Regions from separate parts of the Ovis aries genome. Here region 1 is linked to region 2. Evidence: chromatin contacts called from public Hi-C data. All regions are on one chromosome and are shown on one strand. The core of a region is the stretch at or near the end of the contact, and the rest is flanking DNA. Distances in the headings are between cores, read along the strand shown. Region 1 holds the start of SLC22A15 (solute carrier family 22 member 15). Region 2 has its middle 4.2 kb from the start of CASQ2.

What was found. A called contact is a pair of places that touch in the nucleus more often than the background predicts.
Region 1: a Hi-C map of skin fibroblasts shows a contact between it and region 2, with 2.4 times the contacts expected there. The contact joins the promoter of SLC22A15 here to the enhancer-like site in region 2. A contact is called at or near these places in 2 of 16 Hi-C or Micro-C datasets (mixed tissues and skin fibroblasts).

What each region holds. Positions count from the first base shown.
Region 1 is chr1:93,284,241-93,288,836 of ARS-UI_Ramb_v3.0, reverse strand. SLC22A15 (solute carrier family 22 member 15) reads right to left here and starts at 2,831. Exons shown (of 13, transcript XR_009597154.1): 1 at 2,573-2,831.
Region 2 is chr1:93,110,818-93,115,621 of ARS-UI_Ramb_v3.0, reverse strand. No RefSeq gene overlaps it. Among named protein-coding and RNA genes, the nearest start is that of CASQ2, 4.2 kb to the right of the region's middle. Within about 2 kb of position 3,246, at least 23 of the 54 cell types and tissues checked have an H3K27ac peak or open chromatin away from gene starts, as enhancers often do.

The DNA of each region.
Region 1 (4,596 bases), core at 1,582-4,081, 170 kb before region 2:
AAGGGGCTCTCCAGTTCTCACGCTCTGCAGGCCAGCTCCCCTAGCCCAAATCATCAAGTCTACCAAGTAGACTTGGTAGAATAGGCTCTGGGGAGCTCCACTCTCATATCCAGGATAGCTCTGAGTGACCCTAGGACCATTTGGATGATATAGCTCTATGGAGTAGTTAAGTCCTCACAAAGAGGTAACAGCTATGAATAATTCACTTCTGCCTGGATGGGCATCTAATCTCTTTTGTGATCAGCACAGCTACAGGGTACCTTCCCAGCCCATACTCACAAGATAAACAGGTACTCATGCCTAACGCTCTAGGAGCTAGTTCTTCTATGATGAATGCTGACCACACAACAAGTAGGGTTCAATGAACGGTCATGGGCTTAGATCACTCTGGTACCAAACTCTAACCACCTGGGTCAACCATTAAAAAAAAGGATAAAGTGAAGTTGCTCAGTCGTGTCTGACTCTTGCAAGCCCCATGTACTGTGGCCTGCAAGGCTCCTCTGTCCATGGGTTTTTCCAGGCAAGAATACTAGAGTGGGTTGCCATTTCCTTCTCCAGGGGATCTTCTCCACCCAGGGATCGAATCCAGGTCTCCTGCATTGCAGGCAGACTCTTTAACATCTGAGCCACCAGGGAATCCCCCCAAAAAAGGTAAGTGGTGGAAATTTAACAGGTCCTGAACACAGGCAACAGTGGCCTTTTTAGTGCCACACTCCACTCAAGACAAAGTTATTCAAGGTCACTGAATACCTGGCTAGTCAGGTGAGAAGATAATGACATAGGAGGTAGAGTGCAGGGATGGGGACGTAAGGTTACTCAGAGAGGGAGTCATGTTCCTGAAATTCTTGGTTAGAATAGGAAAAGAATTTTCTCAAAGAGAAAATATTATACTGGGTTTTCCCGTAAGATGTTATGAAAAACCTGAACAAGCTTTTTGGCCAACCCAATAAGCACCCATCAGGCATCATGCTTACAATTCTGTTGTTGGCATTAAATACTCTTTTATGATTGAGCACAAACACTTTTTCTCCACAGTAAACTGCATTTAAAGCTAAAACAACACACTTAAAGGAACTTCAGAAAATTGCATATTTGTGAACTGAGAACTTGTTTTGCGGGAGAAAGAACTGACTTAATCTATGAGAGCATCATTCAGATGGTTCTACTGCCAGATGATGAAATCAACTGAAATTTCAAACATTTTAGTGGAAAAGAGAATCACTTAGTCAATCCTCACTTCTAACCCTCCCAATCGTCCTGTTGAGCAGTTGACTTACGCAAAGTTTAAGCAACTGGTGGATTGGTACTTATATCCATGACCACCCTGTCCTTAGCTCAGAATAACTAATTCAATTAACCATCACAGGTTAATTGCAATTATTTAACTTCCTGCTTTCTGTGGGAGACATGAAAGAAGAGGGTTCAATCTCTGGGTGGGGAAGATGCCCTGGATGAGGACATGGGAACCCACTCCAGTATTCTTGCCAAGAAACTCTCATGGACAGAGGTGTCTGGCTGCAAAGAGTGGGACGCGACTGAAGCAACTTAGCACACACTGCTTCACCCCAAGGCCACAAGAATGCAAAGTTCACAGGAAAGAGACTTCGATTTATAAACATTGCAGCCCCTGCTAAGCATACAGCAGGCACTCACTATATGGTGAATGAAGGAAAAACTAAAATGGCCAACTCATAGTAGATACTAAAAGGGATCTATGAATAAAATGCCACTAGAATAAGAGTAGTAATTAATGTCAAATGGGCCATTCTAAAAAGCAAAGAAAGAGTAACTTTTGCATGGCAAAGTGTATTTGTAGTGACCTTGAGCATACAGAACTCACATTTCTAGGATGTGGTGTGCAGGCAGTCTGGAAGAATTCTATACCATGAAGAACTGATTCCCTCTTACACCACCCGCTGTAGATGGTACTATGGACTTAAAATAGTCTCAAGCCCAAAGTGGCTCTGGGCAGAATGACCCAGCAGAACTTAAACCAGAAAGAAAGAAACCGGAAGCATTGAAAGCCCCTGGAACAGGAAGCCCCCTCAAATCTAGGAAAAGATAGTAAGTCGACACCAGAGCTAAAGGATGGGCACTTTGGTTAGCGGATGATCAGGGCCCTCTCAGTTCAAAATTTCAAGGGGACAGCGCCACAGGTTAGAAATTCCCTTTCCATAGTCACAGCGTATTCCAGCTAACAAGGGGATTTTGCATCTCTTACTAACCAGCTCGCCAGATTAAGTATTCATTCCCCACAGATTCCTTCCCTGCTCCAGGTGAAGGGAGCAGGGCGCCTATGGGGCGAGGATCCGAGGCTTGGGCGGGGACAAAGCTTGACAGGCCGGCCAGCGACCTTGGCTTTCGCGGGCGCAGGCCAAAGCGTGGCGCCTAGCCCACAGCCGCCCTCGCGCGGGGTGGAGGTGGAGGCGGGGGAGGCTCGCCACACCTGGGGGTTTGACCCCTGGCATCCGGGCCGGGCTTTGGGGAATCGCCGGGCGGGGGGAGAGGGGTACGCCTCGCCCCAAGCTGGGTGTCCAGGAAGAGGGAGCGGTGGGAGCTGCGGGAGACTCACCTGCAGCAGCACGGCCAGCAGGAAGCACAGGTACATCTGGTAGATGCCCATCTCGCCCACCGCCTGGAACGCCTCCTCCACCTCCATGGCGGGCCGAGCGTTCGGCCCCCGCCCAGCACCCAGCTGGAGCCCGGCCGCGGCCCCGGCCCCGGCCCGCCCTCCGCTACCCCCGCCCCGGCGTGGCCCGGCGTGGCCCGGCGTGGCCTTCCCCGGCCGGCCCGGTGCGCTGGGCACCCGCCCGGCCCAGCCAGCGGGGAGCGAGGAGCGGCGTGAGAGCGCGGGCAGGGCGGGGCGCGCGGGCGGCGCGTTGGCGCGGGCGGGGCCCAGGGCCGCGTGAGCTCGCGAGTCTGGGGCGGGATGCCGGGTTCCCGGGCCTCTGGGCTTTCCGTTCAAGATCTCCTTCTGAGAGGGTGGGTTAAAACGCAGCTTAAGACGGCTTAGAACGAGAGGAAAGAGGAAGTGGGTTCCGGTGTAGGCATCCTCTCTGATGGAGAAATAAGGTGAAGGGCAGCCTTCTCGTCTAAGCCACGGCCTGCCCGCCGCCCGCTTCGGGGGCTGTGGGGCGCAATGACGGTTGGGAGACCCGGTGACCGGTGGTAAAATTTGTCCTTTTGTACAAATCGGTTAAATACAGGAAGTGGAAATGGTTTCTAGATCCTTCGGAGAAGAGTGCTGTTTAACATTTCTTTCCTCCTGCTCCCTGCTAGCTATGTGGTCAGGCCACAGGTAACCAAATTCTTGCAAAAGCCTGAGATACATTTGGTTATGTAAATAGACACGAGGTAAAAAATATGAAAGGTTAATTTGTGGGACAGGACGTGATGGCTGCTAAAATGTTTGAAGGATAAACAGCAGTTTGAAAGGCTGGCAATGGAGAAAAATGCAACAGGACCTAGAGACACTGGTCACCTGGTTTAAGTCCCCTCATTTCTCCACCTCCCTAGGTTGGTTTTAACAACTGCATAGTATTCCACTCTGCAGGCCATGCCACCCAATATGATATTGAACAGAAAAGGTGACTAGCTAATGCTCTATCTAGAATTTTACACATAAGAGAGTGAGATAGGCTTATAATTTTCTTGTTACTGTTCTTGTCTAGGTTTGGCTGGAAGATTATTATAGCCTAGTAAAATGAGTTGCAAGTGTTTGGTAAAACTTCAAGCCATCTAGGCTTGGCTTGTTTCGAAGGGGGAGCCTCTTTATTACAGAGGTGGATAGAGAGATTTTTGTCACATATGTTTTGGACTTTTGCTTTTGAATCACTTTTAGTTTCTTCTAGAAGTGTTACTGTTTTATCCACTTTTTCTATTTTTTTGGAATAAACTTGTTCATCTTGTTTTCATAGGGTTTTTAATTGTGCTCTAGCTGTATTTATGCCCCTTTTTTTATTACTCATTTTTATTGTCCTTTTCTTATGAGTCTTGCTAGAAGTTTGTCTACTTTACTATTTTCTGAAGAACCAGTTTTTGTGATTTAAAAAAAAATTTATGTCTTTGTTTTATGGATTATATGAATTAATTTTTTTACTTATTTTTGCTAGTCTGTAATTCTTTTACTACCTATGTGACTTGAAAGTTTAGGTTTTTGCTTTCAATTTTCCTTTTATAGGAATAATTATATATAAGACTTAAGCATTTCTCCCTTGGTACTGCTTTGCTCTATCCCACAACTTTGTCATGCGGTGCTTTCATTGTCTTTAGTTTTAAATATTCCATGACATTGTAATGTCCTCTCTAACCGATGAGCTGTTTGTTAGTTCATATTTCTTTAGTTTCCAATTAAAGGTTGTTGCTCTTTTTTAACCATCTTTTTACTGTTGATTACTAATTTAAGTGCTTTGTGTATGAAGATCTGAAATCTTGGAAATCGTTTGAATTTTCTTGTGACCTAGAGATTATCATTTTTGAGTTTTTATCAAGTTGTCTTTTTATTTGTGAAAGTTTATAAAAGTACCAATTGAATCATTCCCCTTAAAGCATGATACAATACCTCTTTTTACTTTTAAAGCTTTTTGTCTTAAGTTT
Region 2 (4,804 bases), core at 1,997-4,496:
GCCACAGCCAGAGAGCAGCCCTACTCGCTGCAGCTAGAGACAAGCCCTCTCAGCACCCAAGACCCACCACAGTCAAAAATTAATAACTGTGTGTACCTGTGCACGCTAAGTTGCTTCAGTCAGGTCTCACTCTTTGCGACCCTACGGATTGTAGCTGGCCAGGCTCAGCTGTCCATGGGGTTCTCCAGACCAGGATACTGGAATGGGTTGCCAGGCCCTCCTCCAGGGGATCTTCCCAACCCAGGAATCGAACCTGCGTCTTTTATGTCTCCTGCACTGGCAGACAAGTTCTTTACCACTAATGCCACCTGGGAAGCCCAAATAAATAAATAAATGTTTAAAAAATAAGCGAAAAAAAATTTTACTGTGTCATTTTAATACCATCAAAAATATGAAATAGTACCAGATAAATCTAACAAAAGACACTATGAGGCCTGTATACTGAAAACTACAAAAAACTGCCAAAAGAAATCAAAGAAGACCTAAATCTATGGAAAGATATATACATTGTTCATGTTGGAGACACCTCAATATTGTAAAGTTGTAAATACTCCCCAAACAGGTTTATATAGTAAATACGATCAAAATCTCAACTGACTTTTTTTTCTTTCCTTCTTTCTTTTTTTTTAAACTTTATGACCAGATTCTGAAGTTCACAAGGAAATGATTAGGGCCTGGACATCTTGGGGAGTGGATGCTGGCCACTATTCTACCTACCACATTCTCTGCTTGGACATCCTGACATAATCTCTATATCCAGGTGGATTTTCGGTTTTGTTTTCCTGTTCTTTTATTGCTTTCCCTGAGAAGTCTATATTTCCCTCCAGTTCCAGGACAAATAAATCTTAAGTTTTCCCTTTATTTGCTCTCGTGTACATTTCTTTCTGAACTAAACTTCTCATTTTCTTTCTTCTCTTTTTTCCAATTGTTCCTCTTTTCTCTATTGTTAAAAAAAATGCTGGTTTGTTTTTATTTTCGTGTCCTCTAAATTTTCTGTAACCTAAGTTTTTCTATTTTTGTTTTTCCCCCATGGAGACAGAGAAGGTTCCCCTCCTTATGCAGAACAGCCTGGGGTCGGACAAGTCAGAAAGAACAGGGTCCAGATCCCGTCTCTGCTACTTACAAGCTGTACTAATTCGGGAGACTACTTACTTGATCTTGAATCTCAGTTTCCTCAACTGTTAAATGGAAGGAAGAGCACTCAGCTTGATAGAATTTTAAATGAGATGATGTAGAAAATGTAATGAGCCCAATGACTGGCTCACCACAAGCACTGAAACATTAGTCCCCTTCTTGCTTTTCTTCCTATGCACAAAGAACAGGAGGTGCCTCAGGGTAGGGCCAAAACTCAGAACCTATCCCCAGGTCACGTTGTGGAGAGCCATTTGTTGTTTCTGAAGTGATTCCTGGCTCGTCGAAGTGACATCAGGAGCCCTCTGTAAGAGGCATCTAGCTGTGGTTCCAAGTGGCAGAGAAGACAGAAATGGAGCACAAAATCCACCTTCTGGGTTCAAATCCCAGCTCTGCCGTCACTAGTGACCTAACCCTGTGCAAGTTAGTTAATCTCTCTGTGCCTTGGCTTACTTATCTAGCAATACTGAAACTATCAGCCTCATAGGGTTTTTTTTTTTTTTTCAATATATTTTAATTGCTCAGTTGCTCAGTCGTGTCCAAGTCTTTTGCAACCCCACAGACTGTAGCCCCCCAGGCTCCTCCTTCCATGGGATTTCCCAGGCAGGAATACTGGAGTGGGTTGCCATTTCCTTCTCCAAATTTATTTTAAATTGGAGGGTAATTGCTTTTACAAGGTTGTGTTGGTTTCTGCTATACACAATATGAATCAGCCATAAGTATACATATGTCCCTTGCTCTTGAACCTCCCTCCCACCCCCGACCCCATCCCACTCCTCAAGGTTGTCACAGCACTGGGTTGAGTTCCCTGTGTTATACTATAGGGTTTTTAAGAACAGCTAAGGACATTCCTGGCAGTCCAGTGCTTGAGAATCTGCCTTCAAAAGCAGGGGACTCAGGTTCCATCCCTAGTCTTGGGAATTAAGATTCTACCTGCTGAGGGGCAACCAAGTTCACATGCCTCAACTAGAGAAAGCTTGCACGCAGGAACAAAGGTCCAGCACAGCCAAACTATGAAAAAAAAGAAAAAGTTAAAATTTGTAAAGCACTTAAAATAAGACCTGGTACAAAGTAAGTGCTTCACATTTATTTAACAAATATTTAATGAGAACTACTATTGGCAAGACAGGTTTCAAGGAATACTTTGAACAGATGCTGTCCTGGCTCCTAGCAGGCTTAGTCTCTCTGCAGAGAAAGAATCCCCAGTGGAAGGGGTGGTTCCGAGAAGCATGGTACAAGGGAGTGAAAGTTAGCCTCTGGTCTACACTTAGGGGTCTCCCTGAGGAAGTGAAGTTTGTTAAAACGTGCACTGTTACACAGCCTAGCTCTTTTTCATCCAAGCATTGATCTTTTCTGTTCGGTTTTATTAAGAAGTTTTCTGGTGCTGGGGAGCCTGATATTCAGAGTCAAGAGGAAAAGGAGGGTCTTGGGGTTGCTAACAGCACTGCTCAGATTTGATCAGAGGAAGCCTGAGGCCGTGGAGCACAGGGCTGTAGACTAAGGCATTTCTGGGATTTTGCCTTCCAGGCCAGCAGGCTAACTGCCCCCGCCAGTAACCCAGCCAAAGAGGAGGGAGGAACGGGCTCAAAGAAACAAAGATGCCATACTCCGCCTTGCCCACTAGGTGGAGCATTTTAGCCAAAGAAGGGGCCTTTGGAGGCAGGAAAGTCCTAGATCTCTCGCCTTAGGGGAGAGGCAAGCTCTGACTTGTAAGAGACACGCCCATCAAATCCTTCTCCGCAGCTTAACAGTCAACAAGCGTCCTCAAACCTATGGCCTGTGCCAAAGTCTCTTCTGGGAAAAGAAAATGCTGTACGGCCGGAACAAATTCTAGATTTTTAGAGCCAGAAAGGGTCCGTGGGAGACCAGTGGATCTGACCCTCTTTTCCACAAATTAGAAATGCGAGGATCGAGAGGTGAGGAGATTCACCAAGGTCGCACAACCGGGCTGGGCCCTTCCAGACCAAGGTCTCCTGACTTCGGAGCCTCAGCTCTTTCTGAGCTGCCTCCCAGTCATTCAGATAGGTTGCCCGTCCTGTGGACCCTGCCGTGTAGGTGTGAGCCCATATACTGACCAAGAAGTCCAGAGTGAAATCGGATGCTTTCACAGGACGGAGGCGGGGGATGCCGCGCCCCCTAGTGGTGGAATGCCCGTAGGTCTCAGCGCGGAGGCGCTTGCCGCTTCTCCCTGGGAGAAGCTTGCGCGCTGCTTCTCCCCTCCCTGCTGCTCCTAAGTTCCCTCCTTGGAGATACCTTCCTTCACCCTCAGTCCAAACGGGCCACCTCCTACACAGTTACAGTCTCTCCCTTGTCGTCAGCTGATCTTTAGAGCACATGCCTCTGTTTGAAGTCCAATTTTACGCGTGCGCGCGCGCGCACACACACACACACACACACACACACACACACCTCATACATACGCTGATTATGTATTGTCTCCCCTCTCGGCTGTAAACTCAGTGAGTTCAGATGAACACCGTGCCCCACTCCACTACCCAGAAGAGTGTCTGGTACATGAGAGATGCCCCATGAAATTCTATTACCGTTGACTTAATACATGAAAGATCGTGGCTTCAAATCCTGATTCATCTGTAAAGTGAGCTATGGTGAAGATCCAGTTAAATAATACGTGCAAAACTGTCCTGCCACCTGTCAAGGGCAAACAAACGAAAGGGGTGAGGTTAGAGTAAGGGACTCTAGGGAGAGGCCACTCAGCGTGAGGAACTGGAAACTGCCAGCAAAAACAAGCGGCCTACATCATATTCTGTGACAATACATTTATATTGATTTGTGTACTTAGTTTTATCCTTTCCTGTTTAAAAACAAAGACCACAAATACCTGCTAATGGCACATAAAGACACTCGAACACTTCAGCATAGTCACATAAACTGGGCATGTGTACGTGACACTCTGACTTGGGTAGCTGTGAAAACTGGAATGGAAAGTTAACCTACCAGATGCCAAGTTGACTCAGACATGTCAGAAGCACCCCTTGTTTACAAAATAAATACATTAGAGTTGGCAAGCAAGAAGGCAAAAGAAAAATGAAAACAATAGAAGACACCGAGAAAAGATGGCTGGGACATAGAAAGGGTTCAACCAGGCAAACTTAACCCATCCAGAGTGAGACACACATTTTGGCCTCCACGTCTAGGTGTGGGTGGGCAGTGGGAAACGATCACCACAACAGGTGTCAGTGGCTGAGCCATCCTCAGGCTGGGCTTTGAGGCCCCAAACAGAGCTGGGATTTAGGGACAGGAACTTGCCACACTGGGGCTTTTTTTCTATTGATACACAGTTGGTCATAAGACAGACTTGAGGGCTAAGCTGAATTTTTAATACTTATCCCTTTGCCTTGGTACTTCTCATCAGTTATAAGTCAGTGCAAAATTCACACTCTGACTTTAAACATCTCCCAGTTTTTTGGTAACATTAAAAAAAAAACATATATTAAGAAAAGTGGAGCAAATTCTAAATAAAGATAAGTCGATGAGATTGAGACAACTGGGAACAGTTTTGGGAAGCTGACCTGGAAAAGACAAGACATACACTGTTTCACGCGACAATCTTTTTTTCCCCCTAAATTTTCTAAAGAAAGCAGAGATCTTGCATGCTTGCCAATGATCTGAAAAGCTAACCACATCTTAGAATGGCTATTCTTGACTCTATCTT